4 separate regions of the Mus musculus genome follow, and regions 1, 2 and 3 are each linked to region 4. A link is a contact called in public ChIA-PET and promoter capture Hi-C data. All regions are on one chromosome and are shown on one strand. Each heading gives the region's core, a stretch centred on a gene start, on an enhancer-like site or on the middle of the called end of the contact. The rest is flanking DNA. Distances are from core to core; before and after follow the strand shown.

Region 1 (2,883 bases), core at 133-2,632, 180 kb before region 4:
TTCACACAGCACATGGAAAGAGGACAGAAATCACATCTCACACCAAAGTGCAAAAGGACAATGCTCAGGCCTCTGGGAAACTTTAAAGTCAATGATGCTACATTGGAGTCCCCTTTACAGGAGCTGTGGGCTAGCCTGGGGCACTGGCCATCTCAGTTCAAAACCTCAACTATGGAAACTGTTCATACCCAGTACCTTCAGGCACTCAGTATGGACATGGTACTTAAATGCAAGGGAGGGAGCAAAACTCATCAAATTCCAAGACTGAAGTGAGGTTCAGAGACCTCCTGGTTCCTTGGGTTTTACTTAACTAGGTAGTTCCTTCTTCTCAAATTGTAGCATTGACTCTGGGGGGAAAATCTCTCTGAAGGAAATGCAGGCTGCCTGTCAGCTGTATCAGGCAGAAAAGGAGATGATGTTCAGAGGTCCTTACTCTGCCCCGAACGCAGGTGGATAAGCCAGCGCAGACAGAGGGAGCCAAGTAGAAGGATCTGTTTCTTGGGGGAACAAATCAAAATGAAAAAAAAAAAAAACAAAACAAAACAAAAAACAAAACCAAACAACCCAACCCTAGATCGGTCTTTCTCTCCTGGGTCAGTGTTTTGCACTTCTCTTGAGAAAGGGAAGTTCTCACCTTCTGGATTGTAAACTTACACAGAAGCATCTTTCTGGCTCTAGAGTACACCAGGCTGTGTCCTTTCCGGAGCCATATTTTCTCAGTGTTCAACAGGGTCAGGTCTCTAAGAGGATAGGGAACCCGCAAGGGACTCTAGAGATTCACACAAGCCTGCCAAACATACCACGCCAGATCTGCCTCTTCCTACATCACTAGTCAGCCTCAGAACAAGCATCATGGGCTCTCTCCCCCAGCAACTTTAAGCCCTCCCTCCTCCATCTCAAAGTGGGAAGCCATTTTCTCTCACCCCAAGCCTTCAGAGTCTTCCAGTCCTCAGCAGCCGGTGTTTTTGAAAGAATAGCTGCGAAGATGCCAAGGAGCCAAGATTCCTAGATGGAAAACAGCCAGAGTTAACTTGAGAGGGAAGGGCTATGCTGGCAACTGCTACCCCACATCCACCCAGAGCCAGTAAGTAGACAGGACACTGAGACACTGGGTGGGCACAGAAAGAGAATGACAGCAGGGTTGAGTTTGTCACAGTGGAACTGGCTCACTTACTCTGTGTCCTGGAAGCTGTGTTCCCCGAAGCTCAGAGCACCAGTAGGCTTGCAGGCCTTTCCCTTGCCCAGAGAGGCAGGAAAGGTGATCAGAGCTCAACCGCGGAGGGAGAGCAACTGATTCTGCGGAACCAAGCAAGATACAGCCGCTGTATGAATGCTCGCAGCTTTATGAATGCTCGCTGAGGTAAAATGGCGTAAGCCTCGCCTTTCTTTGCTAGTTTTATAAGTTAAATTGAGTCATCACTCTGAGACTTTGAGCATTTCGTCACTCCAGGAAGTATAACCGGAAGCTTAGATGCTTTGTGCCCTAGTGACTGGAATTGACAAAGAGAACAACGAATTTTTTAAATTTTCATTTTATTTATTTATTTGTTTATTTATTTATTTGAACAACTAATTTTTTAAAATTTTGAAAAGAAACAAAAGTGAAACTACCTAGAAATCACAGAGCACAGGTGTAAGGAGCAGGTGGGGGAGGGGAGAAGGTCAGGGAAATTTGCTCATTTATAATAAATCCTTGTATGGAAAATTTTAAATTTAATCAAAAATGAAGTTTCCTGTCTCCTTCAAGGAGTCTCTATCTTTACCAGGCTTCCCAGAGCAGCCTTAGCTCCAGGGCTTCCAAGAGCAGGCACTGGGAGGGATGTGAGGAGGAGAGCCCGGAATGTCCTGGAAGAAGAAAGGGGCATCATGGACGAATGTTGCACTAGCACAGGCAGAGGGGACACATGCAAATATTCACTCACACGAACACACACACAAACACACACAGGAACACTCACACTCAGGAACACACAAACACACACATTCACATATATACTCATGCACATTCACACACATGAACACACATACACATACACACACACATACTTACACACAGGAACACACAAACACACACACTTATACAGACACCCACACACAGGAACATACACACTTATACAGACACTCACAGATGAACACAAAAACATTGATTCACGCATACTCACACAATCACACATTCACAATACACTCCTGCACTTTCACACACACACATGAACACACAGTCACATACACAGACATAATCACACCCACTCATGCACATTCATGCACACATACTCACACACACACACACACACACACACACACACACACACTCCCATGCCTTTGCTTTCTTTGGGTCTGTTTTTATTCTAATTATGGCACTACAGTTTGTGTATCTCTTTACCTCATGAGCAATCTCAAGAATTCAGAAGCTGTTTTGTTTCTTTGTTTTCAGTTTGTTTTGTTTGTTTGTTTGTTGCGTGGTGGGGCATGCTTTAGTACATACATATTTAGCAAATTCTGGGTTTCTTTTGACATTGTCCTAACTGCAAATGGCATGTTGTGGTCACACTCATCCCTTTAAACTCTCTCACTTCCACTGCCCATAGGGACCATGGGTTTAAATGGTCAGGGGCTGAAATGCCCAGCTCTCTGGGGTCTCTGTGGTGTCAATCATTTCATCTGGGGAGCAGTACCCAAACCCCACCTTGCCTCACATGGCTGTTAATGAAAGTGTAGCTGAGAATCTCATTGTCAGGCTACAGGTAGGGGGCTGCCCTGTCAGAAAATAAACGTGTATGCTCCAGTGCCTGCTATGGCCGAGTTACATACATTCACCAACTCCTGCCATCCAAAATATTTATAATTCTATATGAATCTGTTTCCCTTTGCCAAAAGAATTTGAGC
Region 2 (3,169 bases), core at 425-2,924, 230 kb before region 4:
ACTGCACTTCCAATTCAACCATTTTGGTTACCAGACCCATCTCTCTCTCCTTTGGGCTTCCTGGCTGTTGTATTTTATAAAAAGAAAGAGAAGAAGGCAGGGATATGTTTGGTGGAGGCATAGTAAGGTGTTGGGGAAAGGGTCCCTTTGCTGGCTCATGCTGAGGCATCCCTTCCCCCTGAGGTACCAGCCACGGGATGGTATAATATAGAATAGAATGTAGGGCATAGGGATGTGAGTTGAGGGAGTAGAGACAGAGAAAGGCAGAGATAGTAGTGGCTGGCCATGAGCACGTGGAGAGTAGGGAGGGGAATGAGGAGAGGGAGGAAGTGAGTAAGGGAGCAAGGGCAAGAGGAGAAGAGCAGAGAGCAAAAGTGAGGAGGGGGCAAGCAGTCCCTTTTATAGTGAGTCAGGTATACCTGGCTGTTGCCAGAAACTGTGGGCAGAGCCTAGACAAAATGCCAACCCGGGCTGCTGCACCTGGTACCTCTCTTTCCTCCCTCCCTCTCCTCCATCTCCTAAAAAAGCTAGGGACATGTTCATTCTGGACGCTCCAAGAAGATTCTGCCCCGTGGCTCTGCCTCCCTTTCAATCCACAAACTTTCTCTTCCACTATACCTGGGACCAGTCCTCTTCCTTTCTTTTTATTTCTTTTTCTCATACACATGGCGCCGAAAACCAGGACCAGTCATGTTTTCTTTCTTTCTTTCTCTTTTTCATTCAGCCAAGATGAAGGATTTTGCCCAGAACCACTCCGGGTCCCCAGAAAATGGCGGCAGAGGTAGTTTGCAGAGTCATCTAAAGGCGTATACCCATAAAGCCATTTGGCTTTCCCATCAGGTCCAATTAGAAGCAAACACATATCTTTACGTACTTCCTGCTTTTGTACCCAACCCTCCCCCTTAATTCAGGCAGGGGCATGCATGTTTCCTCACTTACCAACTGGGGGCAGGCTCCTAGAAGAAACTTCCATGCCGATGTTTCAATGTTTCGTTTTGGTAACACAAACTAACAGGCAGCCACGAAAACTCTTGACCAAACTCAATGCAGTAAAGAGTGCATTTTATACAGGGCTTTTAATATGAAGTTTCCTCCCCCCCCCCCCCATCTAATATATAGGCTAACTTATAATTGGATTTTTAAAACCTTCAGGTTGGATTTTAAAGTTAGCCTGGATGCGGAGGAAGGAAGGGCCAGCCAGGCGATACAGAGGGACTCATGTGAGCCTTGTGGCAGAAACTAAAACCACATGCTGGTCTCCTTGTCCTTTCTTGACAGCCTTCAGGGAGGGTGACAGGAGCGGTTGCAGGAAGGATGTGATAAATCTCACATACATTCAAAACATTTCTCAGGCCTCATGGTTATTTTCTGTGTTTCCTTCTCTTGCTCTCCATGATCTGAGGATATTGTTCCTTCCGCACTGGTCAGTTTCTTCTAAAGAGGCCCCCCGTGTGATTTCAGTTATATAGCAGGACTTTCTGACCCAGAAGCAGTACAAATGATGACACAGAGGCTATCGGGTATTTTAAAGCTTAAGCCTATAGCTGGGCAGATTTCCAACCAACTTTCTAGTTCATCCCGATTTGTCCTGGCATTACCTTCCATGTGTGGCCAGCTCTGCGTCTCTGCTCCTGTTCAGGTCCATCTTTCATCTCCGAGGCCCCAGGCGACTTTGGCGCCTTTGCTTTCTTTTTCCAGAGTCCCTCCCCAGGAAGTTCTGCCCTCCACTCTCTGCCCAGCTATTGGCTGTCAGCTCTTTATTACAGCCAATAAGCAAGTAAAGAAGGTCTAATATTTACAAAATATAGGACCTCTGATAGGCCACAGAAATAATACTAAGAGGCAGGCAGATTTCTGAGTTCGAGGCCAGCCTGGTCTACAAAGTGAGTGCCAGTGACAGCCAGGGCTACACAGAGAAACCCTGTCTCGAAAAAAACAAAAAAACATAACAAAACAAAAAAACAAAAACAAAAAAACCCCGACAACAACAAAAAAAGAAATAATACCAAGATCCGGCTCGCACTCAGCTGTCTGGCTAGTGCTTAGTTTGCTGATGGTTTATCCCTCAACATTGAGTATATAGAGAGCCACCTTCACATAATGCACCCCTAACTCAACTACAAGGATTTTGCTTTTACCTTTGGTGCCAGATCGTTAGTCCTGGTTTTACTCAGTGCTGGCCAGTGGATGAAATCAAGAGTCATGACCTTTTGTCTTCTCTCTCCTGAGAAGATTCCATACAGCAAGCCTGTAAGCTCCTCTCAGTAGTCTTGGTCCGTATTTAATATTTCATAAATGTTTGCTTTAAATTTGGCCTGAAGTGGTTGCGTTCATTTTTTTTTTTCCCAGCAAAACCCAGTATAAACATAAACCCTGCAGATGCACTCAGGCGATGCTGGGAGGCAGAAATCAGAGTGGCCAAGGACCTGGCACAGTCATCAGTGTTCCAATGTCTAGTTGCACAGCTAAAGTGAGAATTCCCCAGGATGCCTGGTACTCCAGGGATTATGCAAGGATGCCTCTGAAACAGACTCCTGTCCATTACATTCTCCTTGTCAGACTGATGGAACCTCTATGAGACACTAGTCATTTGTTACAGTTGTCTTTGATGTCATGTATATTTTGGTCTCTTAAGTCAATATCTGATCCATCTTTGTGTGTTAAGACTTGGAAGGCTATGAAACTAGATGACACAAGAGGGACTGATGGACCTCTGAAGGAAAGAAGTCCAATCGTTACATGTCATTGTCCTCTCTTATGTATCTATCCTATGTTTGTATGTTCTGACTCAGGGCTGTAAGGCACAGCTGCACCCAGGGCTCCAGGTGGTGCCTAGCTCCACCTTCAGCTGCTTCTTGGGAGCAGGAAAACTGCATTGATAAAAACTTCACATCTCAGAACACTGAGTATGCATAAGGGGATGGGGTTGGATGAAGGATTCACAAGTAAATCCCCGGGCTCAATGGAGAGCTTTGTAAAACCTGGGGTCCCACATGGAAGCCAGGCACTGCCAAACTGCCTTGTCCCTCTTCTGCATCAGGCCAGAACCAGCTCCTGTCCAAGCTATGGATGAGTCTGATTTCTACCCTGTATGTTTAGATGTGGATCTTATGTGTATGAATGTACATGACCATTGCATGCTAGTTTCTGCCTGGTCACGAATTCAAGA
Region 3 (3,137 bases), core at 553-3,052, 200 kb before region 4:
ATTTTCCTCATTTACATTTCCAATGCTATCCAAAAAGTCCCCAATACACTCCCCCACCCCATTCCCCTACCCACCCACTCCCACTTTTTGGCCCTGGAGTTCCCCTGTACTGGGGCATATAAAGTTTGCAAGTCCAATGGGCCTCTCTTTCCATTGATGGCAGACTAGGCCATCTTTTGATACATATGCAGCTAGAGACAAGAGCTCTGGGGTACTGGTTAGTTCATAATGTTGTTCCACCTATAGGGTTGCAGATCCCTTTAGCTCCTTGGGTACTTTGTCTAGCTCCTCCATTGGGGGCCCTGTGATCCATCCAATAGCTGACTGTGAGCATCCACTATTGAAAAGATTTTTTAAAGTTTTATTTTTATTCTATGGACATTGGTGTTTTGCCTGCATGTGTGAGGGAGTCAAATCCCCTGGAACAGGAGTTACAGACTGTTGTGAGCTGCCATGTGGATGCTGGGATCCTTTGGAAGAACAACCAGTCTTCTTAACCACTGAGCCATCCCTTCAGCCCCATCATATAGCTTTTAAAGGGTATGAAAGCACTAGGGAGACTTATGTAGGAAGAGGTCTATCATGTGGGTGGAGGGACAAGGGAGAGTAAAGAGGAACCCATGACCAAAGGACATTCCACAGATGATAATATTACATTGAAACACTTAATTCAGTGCAATTTAATACCAATTAATAAGAAAGAGGCTCATGAGATTGGAAAAACATCGCCATCAACAACACATCAACTTTCCTTCGGACTTTCTATTTGAGGTCTTTGGAAGCTGTAGTTGCCTTTGCTGTTTGAACACTAGAGGGCACTGACAGCTAAAATGACAACTACAGAACCAACCTTACAGTAATAAGAGTTGGTTGGTTGGAAGGCTAAGGTGGGGCATTACAGTGACTTGGCCTATATCACATAAATGCAACTTTCCTCACGGGGCCACTGTGGTTGGGTAGTCTGTCCTACACCTGCTCAGGCAGGCTCCTTTCCTCAACCTCTTCTGGCATGGTTCCTGTCCTCTACCTCTTCTGGCATGGCTGAACTCTGCTCCTTTCCTCTCGCTTCTTGGCAGGAAAATCCTAAAAGTCCCCCCTTTGTCTGCCCTGCCCAGGCATTGACTGTGGGCATCGTTACTTACCAACCAGAACCAACTGGGGGCAGCCACGAAAACTCTTGACCAAACTCAATGCAGTAAAGAGTGCATTTTATACAGGGCTTTTAATATGAAGTTTCCTCCCCCCCCCCCTATTTCATATATAGGCTAACTTATAATTGGATTTTTAAAACCTTCAGGTTGGATTTTAAAGTTAGCCTGGATGTGGAGGAAGGGAGGGCCAGCCAGGCGATACAGAAGGGACTCATGTGAGCATTGTGGCAGAAACTAAAACCACATGCTGGTCGCCTTGTCCTTTCTAGACAGCCTTCAGGGAGGGTGACTAATTACAGGAGCGGATATATTCAAAACATCGCTCAGGCCTCATGATTATTTTCTGTGTTTCCTTCTCTTGCTCTCCATGATCTGAGGATATTGTTCCTTCCGCACTGGTCAGTTTCTTCTAAAGAGGCCCCTGTGTGATTTCAGTTATATAGCAGGACTTTCTGACCCAGAAGCGGTACAAATGATGACACAGAGGCTTTTGGGTATTTTAAAGCTTAAGCCTATAGCTGGGCAGATTCCCAACCAACTTTCTAGTTCATCCCGATTAGTCCTGGCATTACCTTCCATGTGTGGCCAGCTCTGTGTCTCTGCTCCTGTTCAGGTCCGTCTTTCATCTCCGAGGCCCCAGGCATTTTTGGCGCGCCTTTGCTTTCTTTTACCAGAGTCCCTCCCCCAGGAAGTTCTGTCATCCACTTCCTGCCCAGCTCCGGTGAGGGTGGGAGGCAGAAATCAGAGTGGCTAAGGACCTTGCACAGTCATCAGTGTTCCAATGTCTAGCTGCACAGCTAAGCTGAGAATTCCCCAGGATGCCTGGCACTCTAGGGATTATGCAAGGATGCCTCTGAAACAGAGTGCTGTCCATTACATTCTCCTAGTCAGACTGGCTAAACCTCTGTGGGACACTTGCTTCAGTCCCTAAAATGTAGCATTATAAAAAATTAGCAGGTCATAAAAGTATCTGTGTGTAGCTGGGGGGCTGGGTGTTCACAGCTACACCACCATGTGGAGGTCAGAAGACAACTGGCTCGAGTCAATTTTCTCTCTCTCCTGCACAGAGATCCCTGGGGCTGGGCTCCTCAGGCAAGGTGGGAGCTGCCTCCATCCACTGAGCCATCACTTCACTGGCTCCCACTCTTAAGTCTTTCCCCAAGGTTTGTCCTGTTGACCTGAAAACCTGACTCTGCAGCCAAGCATGCCATTACTAGGACTCCATTGCTCTTTCCCAGTTCATGTCCCTACCCAGGTCTCTGCCCCACACTGTTACAGTCATCCTTTACTTGGGTTCCTCCTTCTGACTTTCCTATGTTAATCCAGCTCCTGACCTGATACCCAAAGAGGCTGACATTAGGCAGGCAGCTGCTGCTTTTGTTGAAACTCTCTGCCAATGATCCTCCCGTGAGTTCCCGTAGCTTTGAGAGTGCAACAACTTCCTAGGTCATACATGATGTGTCCCACTACTCTCACGACTTCACACTGATGTCACCTCCATGAAACAAGTGTTTCTAATGTGTCTCAGCCCCAGTGGCTGTTGTGTGGAGGCAGAATGGTAGGGTGATCTCTAGTCCAGCTACTGTGACAGGTGTCACGAGGTGCTCATGCAGCTATGATAATGTGTCTTCTCACTTCCTTGGTCTTCAAAGGTCTAGGCCATAACTCTGAAAACCACAATCGCAAATCTTCAAAACAACTAAAACCCCAAAGCCAGAAAAACTTATCCTGGAAAAACAATAAGAATTCTTTAAGAGAATTTGATGACGTTTTGTTAAGATCATTTATTTTAGAAATATTAAAATGGCAGAACCTTTGTTATCCAAATTTTTTTATGTATAACTTCTCAGTTAATAATGAAGCTTTGTTGAAGAAAGATACAAGTAGAAGAACTGTATTCATAAAAACACAGATCTGAGGACAGAGCACATGAAAAAATGAAGTATATTTTAAAGATGAATTGTATTGATAAAGAAATAGATCAGA
Region 4 (3,097 bases), core at 584-3,083:
AGACCTGCAGAGAGTATTTTCACCAAGTGAACACTTGCTCTGAGAGTCTTCCAAGTACTGAGAACAAAAGGCAGAGATAAGTGCCCCACCCCCTTTCTCCCTGAGACTTCAATTTAGGGAAGAACAACTCCCTGCAGAGACTTTACCTAGCCTCCCTCTGTGTCAGGAGGTGGTGGAGAACAATGATTAGAAAATACTAAGACAGGATAATCTTCTAAATAATGACAATACCAAAGTTTTGCTGTAATCAGATCTCTGTCAGGATGGAAATTAGCATTTGCTTAACACAAGGATAGTCTCTATATGTGGTACACAAAAACTTCACTCCAACACAGGAGGTGTCTTAGTCAGGGTTTCTATTCCTGCATCATGACCAAGAAGCAAGTTGGGGAGGAAAGGGTTTATTCGGCTTACACTTCCATACTGCTGTTCCTCACCAAAGGAAGTCAGGACTGGAACTCAAGCAAGTCAGAAAGCAGGAGCTGATGCAGAGGCCATGGAGGGATGTTCTTTACTGGCTGGCTTTTCCTGGCTTGCTCAGCCTGCTCTCTTATAGAACCTAAGACTGCCAGCCCAGAGATGGTCCCACCCACAAGGGGCCTTTCCCCCTTGATCACTAATTGAGGAAATGCCTTACAGTTGGATCTCATGGAGGCATTTCCTCAACTGAAGTTCCTTTCTCTGTGATAACTCTAGCTGTGTCAAGTTGACACAAAACTAGCCAGTACAGGAGGGTACATGCATCTGAGAGCAAGTGTTCAACATGGCCAATGACATTGACTCCCTGGAACTGGAGTTACGGGGTCCCTGAGCCAAAGGTGGGTGTTGGGACTCAAACCCAGGTCAACCACAAGAGTGTGCTCAGAGTCTCTGAGCCATCTTCCCAGCCCCCGTAATTATCACAGTTTTGTATTTCTACATTTTATAAGCACCATAATATAGTTGTATCTTTATCTTTTCAGTAATTTTTGAACACTGAAAAAGATAAATTACCTTTTAATATTCACTTAATTACTCCTGTAGTACTGGTTTTATTCATGTGACTCTAAGTGTTACTCTGGTACAAATTTCCATCAGCCTTTAACATTTTTTGTGACAAAGGTCTCCTGGTGACCAAGCCCTTGCTGAATTGTTTTGTTTCACCAGAAAAGGACATCATTAGTTTCTATCCACTAGGTGAAGTGGTGTGTGTGTGTGTGTGTGTGTGTGTGTGTGTGTGTGTGTGTGTGTGTGTTGAATTCTAGGTTGACAGTGTGTATTGAATTCTAGGATGACAGTCTTTTTCATTCAACACTGTACAATCTGGAAAATTAGAATTTTAAAGAAAAAGGACTATGGTGGTAAGAAAATATACTGAAAGGGGAAGTTTGGAACCATGGAAAAACAGGTTTTTAACTAGAATACACATCCTGATGCAGTTAACGGTGTTAACCATGTGTAACAAGTGTACATGCAGTAGGAACACAGAACAGATGAAGATCTGCAAGTACCAGGGGTTAACAGTGGTTAGTTCTCAACTCTGAGCTCAGGAGGTGAGATCCTCACAAAAGCTTCACTCTCACTCTGCTTCCCCCAGACCAGCATGAATCTGAGCTCCTTCAACAGCCCTTCCACAGCAGGGAACCCCCTCAGGCTGAGAAGGCTGTAAGTTCTTGCTATAGGGAGGAAGCCGCCCACAGCCAAGGATGGGGGCTTATCTGGAAAAAGGGCAGCAAGACAGATTCATCAAAACCAGCAGTGAGCTCAGTCTGGCAGCATGCCTGCAGCCGGCCAGAAAATCCGAGCAGTTTCGTTTTCCCAAAAACAAGTAACCCAACCACTAGAAGAATTGAGCCAATTCGCTGTGACCACTGCTAGCCAAACCCATGCTAGACCCGGGGCTGCTCCTCTGAACCTCACAGACAGGCGACCAGTCCACAAATGAAACACCACCTGGCCACAGACCAGAAGATTCTGGGCCGGAGGCTGAGTTCGGGAAGGAAAGGGAGACTTACATTCCTGCCTGTTTCTAAATTCTGCTTTCCCAGCCGGCCAGGGAACAGCGATCAAAAGTCTTTTCTCACAAAATGAAAGTGGTGAGTGAGAGCCACAGAGCTGCGACCTTCAAGGGAGCCAGGGACAGAAGGGTGGCCCGGTGCCAGAGGAAAGGGCCTGGAGAAGAGCTTATCTCCTTTCGAACAAGTTTTATGCTGTCTTGTGTAATTCGTATGAATAGATTCCATAAATTAGTTGGTAAATAGGTACACTTGGGCCGGTGACAGAACACTGGGATATAGGAAGAGCTAGGAGGAAGGAGGAAGAAAGAAGTGGGGAGAAAGCAGATACCAAAAGAAACTAAAAACACCAAGAACAATCCGAACGCCCAATATGGCTAAGGTTCAGAATTATTAAAGTTTAGTTTATTAAGCACATATGAGTTTCAAGCTTCCCGGTATTTAGAAGGCTTCCTATTGGTCTCTGCCCGCGGGCGGGAGAGGGTGGGTGGAGAGTCAGGCAGTGAAAAGGAAAGGCGGGAATTCCACGCCACCTCCGCGCGCTCTGCGCTCTGGGATCCGGAGCGACCAGGACCTGGTGAGACCCTCAGCTCCCCTCCACCTTCCCCGAGGTCCAGCACACCAGAACTGGAACCTGAGCAGCCCAGAAGCCAGGGTGGCACCACTGTGTCTCTCCTGTCTGAAGACCCGGATATTTTCTCAGACTTGGCGACACGTTCCTTTAAAAGTAGGTGCTGAGGACTGGAGGGGCCTGGGAGTGAAAGGGGATGATTCCAGTGGGTGAGAGACTGACCAGCCCAGCACAGGAGAAGGGGGACCCAGATGGGTGAAGGGATGGGGGAGGGAGGCTGTCTCTGTCACTCTAGCTTGCTCTGGCTGGCAATCTCAACAGGAAGTCTCTGAGCTGGTAGAGCCTGTTACTCTTAGTAGGTGCAAGTTAGAGTACAAGCTTTAGGCCCCAAGGTACAGCTTGAAATGACAATGTTGAAAGGGATTCTGTAGATGCCACTGAGCGACCCCTCTCTCTCTAAGATACTGTCTTTAACTGAGCAAGGAGCCAAGAGGCAGAAATATAATTGCTACTATCTAACCCAGGGTTTATA

What was found. Promoter capture Hi-C pulls out the DNA fragments that hold promoters and counts their contacts. ChIA-PET counts read pairs in DNA pulled down with a chosen protein or histone mark. Capture Hi-C pulls out chosen DNA fragments and counts their contacts.
Region 1: a promoter capture Hi-C map of liver shows a contact between it and region 4, with 4 times the contacts expected there. The contact joins the promoter of Slfn4 here to the promoter of Slfn9 in region 4. A contact is called at or near these places in 2 of 39 promoter capture datasets (macrophages and pre-B cells), 1 of 484 Hi-C or Micro-C datasets (bone marrow-derived macrophages), 2 of 115 datasets of contacts at active chromatin or transcription factors (bone marrow-derived macrophages and large pre-B cells) and 3 of 9 other capture datasets (adipose tissue, liver and macrophages).
Region 2: an RNA polymerase II ChIA-PET map of effector CD8 T cells shows a contact between it and region 4, with 31 read pairs. The contact joins the promoter of AI662270 here to the promoter of Slfn9 in region 4. A contact is called at or near these places in 8 of 39 promoter capture datasets (the 3T3-L1 cell line, the C10 cell line, cranial neural crest and 4 more), 2 of 484 Hi-C or Micro-C datasets (the C10 cell line and bone marrow-derived macrophages), 4 of 115 datasets of contacts at active chromatin or transcription factors (the SCID.adh cell line, acute myeloid leukemia, bone marrow-derived macrophages and 1 more) and 3 of 9 other capture datasets (adipose tissue, liver and macrophages).
Region 3: a contact with region 4 is called in a promoter capture Hi-C map of embryonic stem cells, with 5 times the contacts expected there. The contact joins the promoter of Slfn3 here to the promoter of Slfn9 in region 4. A contact is called at or near these places in 11 of 39 promoter capture datasets (the C10 cell line, the HPC-7 cell line, embryonic stem cells and 7 more), 3 of 484 Hi-C or Micro-C datasets (the G1E-ER4 cell line, the HPC-7 cell line and bone marrow-derived macrophages), 6 of 115 datasets of contacts at active chromatin or transcription factors (the SCID.adh cell line, bone marrow-derived macrophages, effector CD8 T cells and 2 more) and 3 of 9 other capture datasets (adipose tissue, liver and macrophages).

What each region holds. Positions count from the first base shown.
Region 1 is chr11:83,173,685-83,176,567 of GRCm38.p6, reverse strand. Slfn4 (schlafen 4) reads right to left here and starts at 1,382. Exons shown (of 8, transcript NM_011410.3): 1 at 1,175-1,382; 2 at 924-1,005; 3 at 655-740; 4 at 1-491.
Region 2 is chr11:83,222,081-83,225,249 of GRCm38.p6, reverse strand. It overlaps AI662270 (expressed sequence AI662270), which reads right to left and starts at 1,674. Exons shown (of 4, transcript NR_015519.1): 1 at 1,599-1,674; 2 at 940-1,040; 3 at 619-798.
Region 3 is chr11:83,189,995-83,193,131 of GRCm38.p6, reverse strand. Slfn3 (schlafen 3) reads right to left here and starts at 1,802. Exons shown (of 3, transcript NM_011409.1): 1 at 1,724-1,802. Slfn4 (schlafen 4) reads right to left here. Exons shown (of 8, transcript NM_011410.3): 8 at 2,916-3,137.
Region 4 is chr11:82,990,566-82,993,662 of GRCm38.p6, reverse strand. Slfn9 (schlafen 9) reads left to right here and starts at 1,833. Exons shown (of 5, transcript NM_172796.2): 1 at 1,833-2,075.